2 separate regions of the Pan troglodytes genome follow, and region 2 is linked to region 1. The links are chromatin contacts, called in public HiChIP or PLAC-seq maps. All regions are on one chromosome and are shown on one strand. Each heading gives the region's core, a stretch centred on a gene start, on an enhancer-like site or on the middle of the called end of the contact. The rest is flanking DNA. Distances are from core to core; before and after follow the strand shown. Region 1 holds the start of ZNF567 (zinc finger protein 567). Region 2 holds the start of ZNF570 (zinc finger protein 570).

The links. HiChIP or PLAC-seq counts read pairs in DNA pulled down with a chosen protein or histone mark.
Region 2: an H3K4me3 HiChIP or PLAC-seq map of stem cell-derived excitatory neurons shows a contact between it and region 1, with 6 times the contacts expected there. The contact joins the promoter of ZNF570 here to the promoter of ZNF567 in region 1. A contact is called at or near these places in 1 of 7 Hi-C or Micro-C datasets (stem cell-derived neural progenitor cells) and 1 of 1 datasets of contacts at active chromatin or transcription factors (stem cell-derived excitatory neurons).

The regions. Positions count from the first base shown.
Region 1 is chr20:40,004,544-40,011,898 of NHGRI_mPanTro3-v2.0_pri, reverse strand. It overlaps ZNF567 (zinc finger protein 567), which reads left to right and starts at 3,756. Exons shown (of 5, transcript XM_063801553.1): 1 at 3,756-4,066. ZNF461 (zinc finger protein 461) reads right to left here and starts at 3,704. Exons shown (of 7, transcript XM_001164894.7): 1 at 3,555-3,704; 2 at 1,559-1,647. The coding sequence starts at 1,567.
Region 2 is chr20:40,529,047-40,536,401 of NHGRI_mPanTro3-v2.0_pri, reverse strand. ZNF570 (zinc finger protein 570) reads right to left here and starts at 4,688. Exons shown (of 4, transcript XM_016935814.4): 1 at 4,158-4,688. ZNF569 (zinc finger protein 569) reads left to right here and starts at 4,648. Exons shown (of 6, transcript XM_063801609.1): 1 at 4,648-4,734.

The sequences.
Region 1 (7,355 bases), core at 2,507-5,006:
TGTGATGTGGCCTGAATCTTACTTAGTCTGTTTTCTTTATTCTGTCTTTTTTTGTAGAGACAGGGTCTTGCTATGTTGGCAAGGCTGGTCTAACTCCTGTTCTAAAGCAATTCTCCCGCCTTGGCCTCCCAAAGTGCTGGGATTATGGGCAAAAGCTGCCATGCCCAGTCCTGTTTTCTTTTCATTCTATTTGCCTGGTATAGTTGTTCGCCCATCCTTTTCTTAACCTTTCTAAATCAGTGAATCACTCAGGTGTCTGGGTTTTTCTTTGTAATTCAATCTGAAAGGTCTTTTAATAGATGAGTTAAACCCAATTTGCATATGTTAATAAGGTATATATGTTTGCTCTCTGGTCTTAACTTTATTATGTAATTTTTTTTTTTTTTTTTTTTTGAGACAGAGTCTTGCCTTGTCACCCAGGCTGGAGTGCAGTGGTGTGATCATAGCTCACTGCAGCCGCAAACTCCTGGGATAAAGTGATCCTCCCACTTCAGCCTCAGCCTCTCGAGTAGCTAGGACTACAGGTGCACACAACCACAAGCAGCTGATTAACACAAAAATTTTTTTTGTAGAGATGGAGTTTTATTATGTTGCCTAGACTGGTCTGGAACTCCCAGACTCCAGCGATTCTCCCACCTCAGCCTCTCAAAGTGCTAGAATTACTGGCGTGAGTCACCGTGCCTGGCTTTTATCATGTGATTATTTTGTTAATTCTGTCTTGCTCACTCTCTCTGCATATATCTGGGAAGTCTTACTATACACAAGTTATTTTCTGTCTCTCACTACCAGTTAAGCTTCAGAAGGGAAGATATGTATGTATGTGATATTTTTTTCCCCACTGATTTATTCCGTTACCTAGAAGAATGCCTGTCGCATCGTAGGTACTCAATAAATATTCATTAATCACCTCATCAAATCAAAGTTCTGACAAGAGAAACACTAATATTTTCTTCAAAAGAATATTATTTGTGTTCTCTCCTTGTGTCTGTTAAAAGATTTCACGTAAGGAAGATGAAGAATCATTTATTCAACAAGTATATGAACATGAGTTGGAGAGGAGAGGAGCAAAAATGAAGGCCCTGAAATTCTGGCACCGTCACTTACTCACTAGTAAGTTATTGTATAATTCCCAGGTAAGAAACGATGTCAGAATAAATAATGCAGGCCAGGCACAGGGGCTCACGCCTGTAATCCCAGCACTTCGGGAAGCTCAGATGGGCAGATCATTTGAGGCCAGGAGTTTGAGACCAGCCTGGCCAACTTGGCAAAACCCCGTATCTACTTAGAGTACAAAAATTAGCTGGGTGTGGTGGCACGTGCCTGTTGTCCCAGCTACTTGGGAGGCTGAAGTGGGAGAATCGCCTGAACCTGGGAGGTGGAGGCTGCAGTGAGCCAAGTTCGCACCACTGCACTCTAACCTTCCCACCTGGGAGACAGCGAGGCTATGTCTCAAAAAAAAAAAAAAAAGCAAATAGTCACATGCCCTATACAAAAAAAACAAAAACGAACAAACAAAAAATCAAGTATTGTAATTAGGAGCAAGAAAAAACCAACTTACATGGGCCATGTCTTATTTTAGAATTGAATGTATTATTTAATCCTCTTCTTCGTTCCCTCTGGAAGAAACTCAATCCAAAGAAGGTGTTGCTGGGAGAGAGGGGAGTTAAAAAAAAGACAGGAGATTATTGCCTCTAAGCTCCCAAAATGTTAATTCAGAATGACATTTTTCTTCCCCCTTCATATCTCCTATTCCCAGACCTGATACATACATACATAAATTATTAGTGGGAATTTGGACAAATCCTAGCTTTACTCAAAACCATGAGGAAACTCAGCTACAGCAGGATAGACTCAAGAAAAGCAAGGATCACGCTCTTCAGCAGAAGGGATAGTTAGGCCAGCCCATTGTCCCAATACTATGATGAAATCGAAGCCAGGATCAGGGTGCTGAGAACTGCACTGGGTAGATTTTCACTGAATTAAGAGGAAAAAGAAAAGGTAATGAACATTATGAGAAAAGATTAGGGAAACAGAAAACAGACCCAAAAGACCCAATGTATGTGTAACAGAAATTTCAAAAATAGAGGCTGAAACAACACAGATGGAAGAGAAAAAATAAATAGAACAAAAATTTGCAGACCAAAATAAATTCTTGAGTCTTTAGTTTGAAGTACAGTGCTGTAAGAATTAAAGAAGAATCATACCTGCAAACATCCTGAAAAATATTCTTAAGTTTGTCTTTGAATACAGACAAAAGGACATAAATATCTTTTAGTAAGAAGTTGCAGAGGCCGGGCACGGTGGCTCACGCCTGTAATCCCAACACTTTGGGAAGCAGATGCGGGCGGATCACGAGGTCAGGGGCTCAAGACCAGCCTGGCCAACATGGTGAAATCCCGTCTCTACTAAAAATACAAAAATTAGCTGGGTGTGGTGGCGGATGCCTGTAATCCCAGCTACTCGTGAGGCTGAGGCAGGAGAACTGCTTGAAACCCGAAGGCGGAGGTTGCAGTGAGCCGAGATCGCGCCACCGCACTCCAGCCACGGTGAAAGAGAGAAACTCCGTCCCAAAAAAAAAAAAAAAAAAAAAAAAAAAAAAAAAAGGAAGTTGCAGAACAATGTGTATTGTGGCCAAATCTCAGGAAAAAAAAATCAAACACATAGGTACATAAGCATACTACATATGTGGTGTTTTTCTGAGGCTGTAATGATAAATGCGGGGTAGCAATGTGATTTTCGCTTGTGTTTTGTGTGTAAATCTACAGCTAACTCCTCAAGTAGTCAGGAGGATGAGAGATGGATGAATGACAGATCTCTGGAGTGGGGCGTCCTGAGCCTTAGATGTGTGCACAGGAGCGGGGTGAGGTGAATGTGCGTGTGTCTGTGTATGAGAGACCAGAGTTGACTGAGAGGAGTGGAAGCTCTCTGCCTGATCGTGTGAGCCTGAGGATAACGTGAATTTTTTTTTTGAGACAGTTTCATTTCACTCTTGTTGCCCAGGCTGGAGTGCAATGGCGCGATCTCGGCTCACAGCAACCTCCGCCTCCCGGGTTCAAGCGATTCTCCTGCCTCACTCAGCCTCCCAAGGAGCTGGAATTACAGACATGCACCACCACACCCGGCTAATTTTGTATTTTTAGTAGAGGTGGGGTTTCTCCACGTTGGCCAGGCTGGTATCGAACTCCCGATATCAGGGCATCCACCCGCTTCGGGCTCCCAAAGTGCTGGGATTACAGGGGTGAGCCACCGCTCCCGGCCTGTAAATGTGCTTTTTCTTTCACGTAAATAAATGAGATTTACACAAATAGCCATTCACAATCATGGTCACAGTCACCTACAAACCCCATTTACACAAATGATCAGGCACACAATCACACTGTCACTAAAGCACACCCACGCACCAGGTCGCTGTCCCAACAGTAACACACAGCCCAAAGATAAACCCTACTTCCTCACGCATTCAAAACACACCCACCTAAGGGCTGATCCCGCACTCAGAGGCCTAAACTATAGACATTCCCCTTCCGCGGCACTGGTGAGCCAGGATTTCTTACCTTCAGCATCCTCAGGGAAGGCTCTGGTCCAAGCTCTGATTCGGATTCCAAGCGAAGCCACACGCCCAGCTCTGCCTTCTCCACCGGCCCGGGACATCCTTACCTGCCTCTACCCGGAGACCATTCCTGCGAGGCTCCTACCGGAAGTAGCTGTGGACAGCAGTGTCCTCTGGGAAATGCAGTCCGAGGGGAGAGCGCCTGGGCTGGAGCGGGTGTGTTCCGCCGGGCTCCGGGGTGCACTTGCGCAGTTTCACCCGAGGCTGGAGTGACGCCAACCTGTTAATGTTCGTTTTCGGATTCTGGACTTCGGGTTCCGCTGAGGACGGATTTCGGAATAGGCACAGAGGCTGTCCCGAACCCCTCAAGGCGGCCTCCGCCGGCTGTGGCTGAAGATAATTTTCGGCGGGCGCGGACTAACCCGGCTTCCCTTTGTGGAGTTGTGGTGAGAAAGGTGTTTTGTTGTGTGCGTGTCCGAAGGTGACTCCGGAGGAGAAGGTGGATATGAACTGACGGTGAGGGTGTAGCGCGTGAGATTTGTATGTGAAACGATTTAAAAAAAATTTTTTTTTTGGCCGGGCGCGGTGGCTCACGCCAAGGCGGGCGGATCACCGAGACCAGCCTGACCAACATGGAGAAACCCCGTCTCTACTAAAAATACAAAATTAGCCGGGCGTGATGGCGCATGCCTGTAATCCCAGCTACTCGGGAGGCTGAGGCAGGAGAATCGCTTGAACCCGGGAGGCAGAGGTTGCGGTGAGCCGAGGTCGCGCCATTGCACTCCAGCCTGGGCAACAAGAGCAACTCCTTCTCAAACAAACAAACAAAACTGTATGTCATATATTTGACTCAATTTATTTATTTATTTATTTAGAGACAGAGTCTTCTTGCCCTGTTGCCCGGGCAAGAAAAAACAAACAACAACAACAATAAAAAAAACTGTACGTCATATATTTCACTCAACTTTTTTTTTTTTCTTTTTGAGACAGGGTCTTCATGCCCTGTTGCCCGGGCTGAGTGCGGTGGCGCGATCCTAGCTCACTGCAGTCTCCACCTCCTCAGCTCCTCCCGCATCCACCTCCCAAAGTGCTGGGATTGCAGGCGTGAGCCACCGGGTCAGGCCAAAACGATTTATTTTATTTTTATTTTTTTGGTAAAGACAGGGTCTCGCTATGTTGCCCAGGCTGGTGGTCTCGAACTCCTGGGCTCAAGCGATCCTCCCGTCTCGGTGGCCAAAGTATTGGATGACAGGTGTGAGCCACCGCGCTGGGTGGTGAAACGGTTTTGAGGCTTTTTGAGAATGGCTGTTCTATATGCCCGCGTGAGGTTCATGCGGCGAGCGCCGCCACTCCCGCAGTGGCCCCTGTGGGGGTGATACGTGATGTGGCTTAAATGTGAGAGGCCACCTGGACCCGTGTGATTGCCACGTTTGCAGGAGCGCAGCCACGTGCACAGGGATCGTGTGACATTCTGTGTGAGGCTTTTTGCGCTGGGTCCACCCATGATTAGAGGACTAGTGTGACTGTGGCGGCCCCTGAGAAGTGAAGAAGCTGGTTGCGACCAGGAAGGTCTGAGATGGATGAATGACAGATCTCTGGACCAGGGCGTCCTGAATCTTAGATGTATGCATAGGAGCGGTGTGAGGTGACTGTGTATGTTTGTGTGTGAGAGTCCAGAGCCGACTTAGAGGAGTGGAAGCTGGCACATGTTATCTGCCAGAAGGGACAGATCCATGGTAAGGATTTTTAACCTTGCTGAGAGACCAGTAACTCCATCACCAAGTGTAATATGAGGAAATGGTGCTTGTTTGAGAACAAGTGATTCTGCTTGTGTCTGATTCTCATTCATGTATGTGAGATGGTTTGCACTTGAAACTGTCAGTGAGAGAGAAAGTAGAGTGAAATATGTGACGTACAGCTGGCCCTCCCTATCCATGGGTCTTGCATCGTGGATTCAACAAACCTTCAGTTGAAAATATCTGGGAAAAGAAGTTGATGTTTGCATCTGTACTGAACTTGTACAGGCTTTTTTTTCTTGTCATCATGCCCTAAAAAATAGAATATAACAACTATGTACATAGTATTTACATGGTTATTAGGTGTTATAAGTAATCTAGAGAGGGTTTAAAGAATATGGGAGGATTTCCATAGATTATATGCAAATACTGTGTGCATTTTATATAAGGGACTTGAGCATCTGTGTATGTTGGTAGGGAGGGGTCCTGGAGGGACACTGAGGGATGACTATGTGAAAGTGGTTTGCGAATATGCTCAAGTCTCTAGATGAATTGTATGACAGTGAAGGGGTACGTGATTAGACTGTTGTGGCTTTGAGGTTGATGTGTATGTTTTAAAGGATTATGATTGAGTTGGAGATCATGTGAGATTTGGTGTGTTTGAATGTGACATGAATTAAAATCCGAATGAAAGATTGCAAAGTTATATGAATGTAGTAACTACATAAGAGAATGCAGGTATCTGGGACCCATGGATACGTTACAATGGGGAAAATAAATAATCAGACCTTTCAGGGATTACTTTTCAGGGTAGTTTGGTGGCAGCACTTTGTATAAGGAAGGCAAATCCATATCCATAGTGTCTATTTCAGTGAGAAAAAAGCAGTCCGATGTAACCAACCTGCCACCAGAGAATGGTGCCATGTTGGGACTCAGTGTTGGTCTCTGCACAGTCACTCTAATAAAAGCCATAGGTCCCTTTTGGAAGACTGGGAGAAAGATTAACAGTATAAATTTCTGGAAGTATACTGGTGCTCTTCCTTAAGGGGACCTGGCCTCCCCTTCGTTCAAGGGCTTCTGGGTCTCTTCACTGGCTCAAGTCTGGGTATTCATTGAGGGACACTGACTTTCTGTCTTTATGAATCAAGTTATGCTTTTGTTCACTTGACCTAGAAGTCTTCCACTTACACAAATCAATTAACGCTTTAGTAGATTTCCTATCTATTTAACTTCCATCAAAGAATATCAGCCATCTTCCCAGATAGTTACCTTGTAACAGATATTTTCTTTGAAATGTTCTTTCATGGCCATTTTGCATTCTTTATCACAATAAATTATTGTTTCATTTTTATTAAATTGTTTTAAATTAGACACTGGCTCTGAACTGACCTTAATTCCAGGAGACCCAAAACATCACTGTGATCTACCAGTCAGAGTAGGGGCTTATGGCAGTTAGGTGATGAATGGAGTTTTAGCTCAGGTCTATCTCACAATGGGCACAGCAAGTCCCAGAAGCATTCTGTGGTTGTATCCCCAATACCATACACATAATTGGACTAAATCTACTTAGTAACCGGCAGAATCCCCACACTGATTACCTGACCTGTGGACTGAGGGCTGTTATGGTGGGAGAGGCCAGGTGGAAGCTACTAAAACTGTCTCCACCTAGAAAAATTGTAATTTTTTTTACTATTTTTGTAAATAGTAAAAATTTACTATTTACAAAATAATAGTAATGGATTCCCACCCCATCACCATTCAACTTGCCTATTTGGCCCTGCAGAAGACAAATGGGTCTTGAAGAATGACACTGGATTATCATAAGCTTAACCAGGTGGTGACTCCAGTTGTAGCTGCTGTACCAAATGTGGTTTTGTTGCTTAAGGATATTAACACATCCTCTGCTACCTGATGTGTAGCTACTGAGCTGGCAAATGCTTTTTTCTCCATCCTTGTTATTTAAAACCACCATAAATAGCTTGCTTTCAATTGGTAAGGCCAGTAATACGCTTTCACTGTGCTGCCTCAGGAGTGTATCAGCTCTCCAGACACATATCGTAAGTTAGTTC
Region 2 (7,355 bases), core at 3,439-5,938, 520 kb before region 1:
CTGGAATAGTCTCATCCTCTACGCTTCTACAGTCATTCATTCCCATGGTCATAACCCAGACCTTGTCAGTACCAGTCAGTACCAAACCCTTCATAACCTCAATTATCCCACTCTGACTTCTACCTCCTATACCTCAACTGTTGCCCTATGATACCCCAAACTGGATAGTTACTTGACTCCACCAGAAATCAAATTCTGGAGAAGTACAATTCACTGATCTTACCACTTTTTGCCACTTTTTCACTGTTCCTCATCCCCGAGTACCCTCACTTCCCAGCACAACCACCTGTTATAATCACCCCCTGCATATGCCCCTGTCTTCTCTGCCCCTCTCTCACTTAACTGTACTCACTTGGTTAAACCACAGCCATTTTTCTGCTTACTCTGTGCCTGTATCCTGCATAGCTGAACTCTGCTAGAGAAAATCATACCAACCATGCTAAGCAGTCTCACTTTAAATTCATGATCACTTAACCTCAAGTGGGCGGAAATGCTGCATGATACATTTCCCTAGTCCATTCATCCCTTCACTCTGCTAAATGACCATTTGATACTGTCCCCTCTCGCCTCACACCTTCAAGATCTCCTTCCCCATGCTCACTCTCAGCTGATAATCTTACTTTTTCTCTGAGAAAACAAAACCCATTGAAACATAATTCCCACAAACTCCCACCACATCTACACATCCACCTGCACCTGTGCTTGTACACCCTAACATGCCCTTATTCCTGTAACTGAACAACCCACTTCCCTAGAAAAGGCCAAACACTTAGCTCCTCTCACCTACTTAAGCACATTGTTCCAGCAATTCCTTTTTCTCTATTCATCTTCAAATTTCCCTTTCTACTGAATCTTTAACATCAGCCTGCCAACATATATCCATCTTTCTGAAACTTTGTCAGTTATGACTTTCTCCTTCAGTTACCACCCATTTCTTTCCTTCTTTTTTTTTTTTTTTTTTTTTTTGAGACAAAGTTTCACTCTTGTTGCCCAGGCTGGAGTGCCATGGCACCATCTCAGCTCACCGCAACCTCCACCTCCCAGGTTCAAGCGATTCTCCTGCCTCAGCCTCCTGAGTAGCTGGGATTACAGGCATGCGCAACTACGCCCGGTTAATTTTTTGTGTTTTTAGTAGAGACGGGGTTTCTGCATGTTGGTCTGACTGGTCTCGAACTCCCGACCTCAGGTGATCCGCCCACCTCGGTCTCCAAAGTGCTGGGATTACAGGCGTGAGTCACCGTGCCCAGGTCTCTCCTTCTCTTATAGCTAAACTTTTTGAAAGAGTTGTCTATGCTTTCTATTATTTCCACCCACCCCCGCCTATAAATAATGACATCATACAACTTATGTATTAACAAGATCACTTTGGCTGCTCCATTGAGAACAGACTAAAAAGAACAAGAGTGGAGGTAGAGAGAGAAGTTAGGAGAGTACCACAGTAACACAGGTGAGAGATGATGGTTCAGAACATAATGGAAGCAGTGGTGATAGTAAAAAGTACTCTGGGCCAGGTGCGATGGCTCACGCCTGTAATCCCAGCCTTTGGTAGGCCGAGGCAGGCGGATCACAAGGTCAAGAGATAGAGACCATCCTGGCCAACATAGTGAAACCCTGTCACTACTAAAAATACAAAAATTAGCTGGGCATGGTGGCACGTGCCTGTACTCAGGAGGCTGAGTCAAGAGAATCGCTTGAAGCAGGGAGAGGCATAGGTTGCAGAGAGTTGAGATTGTGCCACTGCACTCCAGCCTGGGTGACAGAGTGAGACTCCATCTCAAAAAAAAAAAAAAAAAAAAAATAGTAGTCTGATTTTGGATGTATTTTGAAGTCTCTAATTTCCTGATAGAAGATGTTTAGCTTAAGCAATGGAGCCAGGGAAGTACGTTAAGAGTTTCCTAGTTGAGTTCCCTAATTCTATCCTTGTCCCATTCAGTTTACTCTCAGTAGCAACCAGAGTGATGCTACCAAAATGAAAATCAGTTCATGTCACTCATGTTCCAAAACCGCCAATGGCTCATTTCACTCCATTTGTAAGATGTTTGCATTTGACATATCTCTTATTCAACCAAATGAAGATGTAGGCAGTCAGGTATACAAGTCTAGAGTTCAAGAGAGAGGTCTGGGCTGTACACAATTTGGTAGTTGTTGGCATATACATGGTATTTGAGGCTATGAGACAGGATGAGATCACCAGGGTAGTAAATGTAGAGAACAGGATGAGGGACTAAGACCTGCGACACCCAGTGGTAATGGGTGCTTACTAAAAATTAGAATGAATGAACGTTGTTTGGTTAGAGACTAGAGTGAGGAAGTTGGTCTGTATCCGTATCTGAGGGAACAGTATCCCAGGCAGAGAGAATAGCAAGTGCAAGGCCATGCATTAAGAATGCATGGGTGCAGTGGCCGGGTGCGGTGGCTCAAGCCTGTAATCCCAGCACTTTGGGAGGCCAAGGCGGGCGGATCACGAGGTCAGGAGATCAAGACCATCCTGGCTAACATGGTGAAATCCCATCTCTACTAAAAATACAAAAAATTAGCCAGGCGTGGTGGTGGGCGCCTGTAGTCCCAGCTACTTGGGAGGCTGAGGCAGGAGAATGGTGTGAACCTGGGAGGCGGAGCTTGCAGTGAGCCTAGATCGTGCCACTGTACTCCAGCCTGGAGACAGAGCAAGACTCCGTCTCAACAACAACAACAACAACAAAAATGTACTCACTGGCCAGGCATGGTAGCTCACGCCTGTAATCCCAGCACTTTGGGAGGCCGAGGCAGGTGGATCACCTGAGGTCTGGAGTTTCAGACCATCCTGGCCAACATGGTGAAACCCCGTCTCTACTAAAAATACAAAAATTAGCTGGGCGTGATGGCGCACACCTATCGTCCCAGCTACTCAGGAGGCTGAGGCAGGAGAATCGTTTGAACCCAGGAGGTGGACGTTGCCGTGAGCCATATTGCGCCACTGCACTCCAGCCTGGCAACAGAGTGAGACTCTGTCTCAAAAAAAAAAAAAAAAAAAAAAAAAGAATAAATAAGAATGTACTCACCACATTACAAGGAAGCTAGTGTTGCTGGAACTGAGTGACTGAGTTAAAGACAGGATGAGAAAAATTAGATGAAGTCAGAGGGACAGTCAGGGACCAGATTATGCAGGGCCCTGCAGGTCAAGACAAGGACTTACGCGTTTATCTTGAATAAGATGGGAATCCAATGAAGACTGTTGATAAGGGACATGACTGGTTACCCAGAAACGTTTCAGCAGAAGGAAAATTAGTACCTGCTTGTTTTGAAAAGCAGACAGGTATTCAGGAAATCGAGAAAACACCAACACACCTGGTACATGGCTTTAAGAAGCCCAACAGCCATTCTTTCTTCCTCCTGGCTCTTCTCTTGGGAAATAGCAGTGGCCTCAGATGACTGAGATGGGGAAAAGAACATGAGAAACTAGACTTTTCTTGCAGCATCCAGAATCACCAGTCTAGACTTTTTAGGATTCTCTTTCCTCCTCTTGCAACCTTCCCTCCAATAGAGAGAGCATAATGGAGACCTAGGAATTTGTTTGCATACAATTTAACTGATGCCTAAATCATTTCCCAATTCCTTAGGTTAACAACAGATGTTCTAGGCTTTACAAATACAGACTCAGAGGAATGTAAGTTTTCACATAAAGACACAGAACTAACAAATAAGAGCACCAAGATCAAATAAAAGAGGACCTGACCCCACAATCCTCCTCTCCAATAAATCAGTGATTCTGAAACTTGGTGGCACATTGATATGACTTGGGCTGGCTTTAAAAGCCTCTCCGTGGCACACAGTCTCTCACTCAATCCCCCACATAATCAGAGTCTGAAAAACTACAGTGCCAACCACCGTCTTACCCAAGCCACAGTCAGAGGCCATGGGTATGGACTGCCTCACACGGGCACCCTTTCCCATACCGGCAAGGCTCAGACACCAGGGTATCTATCACAAGCGACAATCTCACAACCCAGTCACAAAGAGGCCGCGGGTATCGGCCCAACAAGGTGCAGCGAACAGTCGCCCGCTCCCGCCTCAACTCACAGCCTCACATTCCACGGTGCCATTGACTTCCTCGCACCCAGTCACACAGGACGTGGACAGGCACACGGGGTGACAGCCTCGCACTGAACGGTACCAACCTCCACTCGCACCGGAGTCACACAGATGGCCTGGGACGAGCTTCCGGAGACCCACACGCCACTCCTCAGCCCACTCCCGACCTGCAGAACAGAACTGGTGGAAGATCCCCTTCCTGCCCCGAAGGCTTGGGGAATCTGCACTCGGGTCTCACCGCTACCCTTAGTTGGATGGAACCCAGCCCCTACGGGCCCGGAAAGAAGCGCCTCAGCTGCCTCCGCCCCCGGAGGACACAAAGGGGCCGCCGGCCCAACTCCCGCGGGGTCCGCTGGGAAACGTAGTCCGGAGTAGAAAAGGTCGCGGCGTCGCAGTGTCTGGCAGCAGCGGTGCAGCTCCGCGCAGGGTTTGTAACACGGCCTCCTCCCCACCAGGTCCTCCCACACTGGCCTCTCCCCGGCCTTCCAGAGAGCCCGAAAGTCCGGATTCCCTGCAGCTCCGAGCCTGGCCCGGTCATAGGGACGGGGCCCAGCGTCACACTACACGGGCTGGTGTGGAAGTGCGCAGGCACAAGCGCTCCGCGCGCCTCCCTTAGCAACCAGGGCGGGGAGTTGAGAACCGCAGGTTGGCCGCAGGGAAAAGGTTTGTGCGTGGGAACGCGCTAGTGGCGCGTCTACTCAAAATGGGTGGGAGGCGAATTCCTAGAATTGTGCTGGATACCCGAGAAAAGTTGGGAGGGGAGCGGGGTGGGGGGGGATGCAGGGTGGTAAACTGCGCAAGCGCACTACACTCCTGGCAGTCTCCCACCCGCTACCGTCAGCCTGGCACGGTGGCTCACGCCTGTAATCCCAGCACTTTGGAAGGCCAAGGTGGGCAGATCACGAGGTCAGGAGTTCGAGACCAGCCTGACCAACATGGTGAAACCCCGTCTCTACTAAAAATACAAAAAAATTAGCCGGGCGTGGTGGCACGCGCCTTAAGTCCCAGCTACTCAGGAGGCTGAGGCAGAAAAATTGCCTGAACCTGGGAGGCGAAAGGAGGCGGAGGTTGCAGTGAGCCGAGATCGCGCCACTGCACTCCAGCCTGAGCGACAGAGCAAGACTCCGTCTTAAAAAACAAACAAACAAAAACCTCGTGACCTCAAATGATCCGTCCGCTTTGCCCACCCAAAGTGCTGGGATCACAGGCGTGAGCCACCGCGTCCGGCCTATTATCTCCTTATTAAAGGTATTAAGACCGGCCCCGTGCGGCTCATGCCTGTAATCCCAGCACTTTTTGAGGCCCAGGCGGGAGGATCGCTTGAGCTCAGGAGTTCGAGAGCAGCCTGGGCAACATAGCGAGACCTCATCTCTACTAACAAACAAACAAAAATCAGCCGGGCGGGGTGTCCCTTGATTGTGGTCCCAGTTACTCGGAAGGCCGAGGCAGAGAATCGCTTGAGCCCGGGAGTTCGAGGCTGCAGTGAGCCAACATCGCGCCGCTGCACTCTCCAGCATGGGCAACAAAGTGAGGCTCTGCCTCAAAAAAAAACAAAAACAAAAACAAAAACAAAAAAAAACAAAATGAAAGGCATAGAGAAGTTAAGTACCTAGTCTGAGATGACACAGCTAGTAAGGCCAAGTCTGTTTAGAAGTTAGGCGGTCTGGCCACACTACTTTTCGCTCACGATCCCGGGTCATGAAATCCAATAACACTGTCACACTCACAATCGAGAAGTCCAGAAAGAACAAATACATGCACATTGTCTCTGACAAAACTGCAAGGTCAGAATCAAACAGCCACGAGAATATAAAACGCGACCATGGTCACACAAAAGGTCGCATATTCGCATGACCTCAGATGTCACTGGACAGGGTCTCTCGCCCTGGAAACCCCACTCCAAATTCCATGGCCGAAGTTTCACACATACAGTCACACTACGTCACTCCTCCCTCTTTTAGCCGCTGTCAGGACCTTAAGGCTCCAGCTGACCCGGCCTTCACTGGCCCTGGAGCTCTCACCACCTTCACCCCGCTGTATTCTAGCCTCAGGTAGAGACCCAAAAAGACGGAACTAAACAGACTGAGCCGGGCTTCCTTCACGGACCTTGCGAACCTGCAGCTCCAGCCGACTGTAAGAAGGAAGTGCCTTTTTGCAGGTGGGGTCGGGGGAAGTAGGGCCGCGAAGGCCTCTGGGAAATGTAGTTCGGCGCAGGAAGCAGCGGAACGATTCGATTCTTCTCAGCACCAAGTTGCGCTCCCAATCTCTCAGAGCTGGGCTCGCGGGAGGCCGCTCGTGCAAAACCTAGGCTGAGCTCCCCTGCGCGGAGCTGTGAGCCCTGGAACACCGTGGTCTGCTTCTCAGGACGCGCAAACAGTGAAGCCAGTCCCGCCCGGGTGAGCCGCGGGGGCCTCTGGGAAGCGTCGCCCCTGGTGTAACGGACCGAGACTTGTGGCGCTCTCAGCCACCGACAGCGCCGGCCTCAGTGCCGCCTCTGTCCCAGCCCGCGCCGGCTGTGCCACTTTGGCAGCGTTAAGTGTGGAATCGGGGCCTGTGTCCGCGGGCTCGGTGGTGAGTCCTCGGGAAACCGCTAGCTCTGAGCGCCGGACTCTTTGTGCTGGGTGGGAGTGGGGACCCGCGGACCTGGTGCCCCAATCTTTGGAGGAGGACGCCGGGCGGGGCGATGCCTGTGCTTGTGGTTCCCTGAGGCAGTGGGAGTGGCGTGTGAAGGACTGTGAGAGTCTGGCGTGAAGTGACTGTCATTTGCCAGACATTTGTCTGGCTGAGTGTGGCCCCGGGATCGTGTCCGTAAGCGGATTTCGTGGAGGCGCTTTCCCTTTTATCTTTCAGTATGAACCTGCGTGCAAACGTGCATGACAGTGGGATCTTGAATGAATGAAAAACTGTGGATACAAGGTAGGGTGTGCTTGTGGGTGTAGATGTGTGAGACTTGGCGTTTGTGCCAGCGCTGCATGTGTTTAGCTTTGGTCATTGGAAATACGTTGTTTTTTTGTTTTTGTTTTGTTTTTGAGATGGAGTTTCGCTCTCGTTGCCCAGGCTGCTGGAGGGCAATGGCGCGATCTTGGCTCACCGCAACCTCCGCCTCCCGGGAAGAAGCGATTCTCCTCCCTCAGCCTCCCGAGTAGCTGGGATTACAGGCGCCCACCACCACGCCTGGCTAATTTTGTATTTTTAGTAGAGACGGGGTTTCTCCATGTGGGTCAGGCTGGTCTCGAAGAACTGACCTCAGGTGATCCACCCGCCTCGGCCTCCCAAAGTGCTGA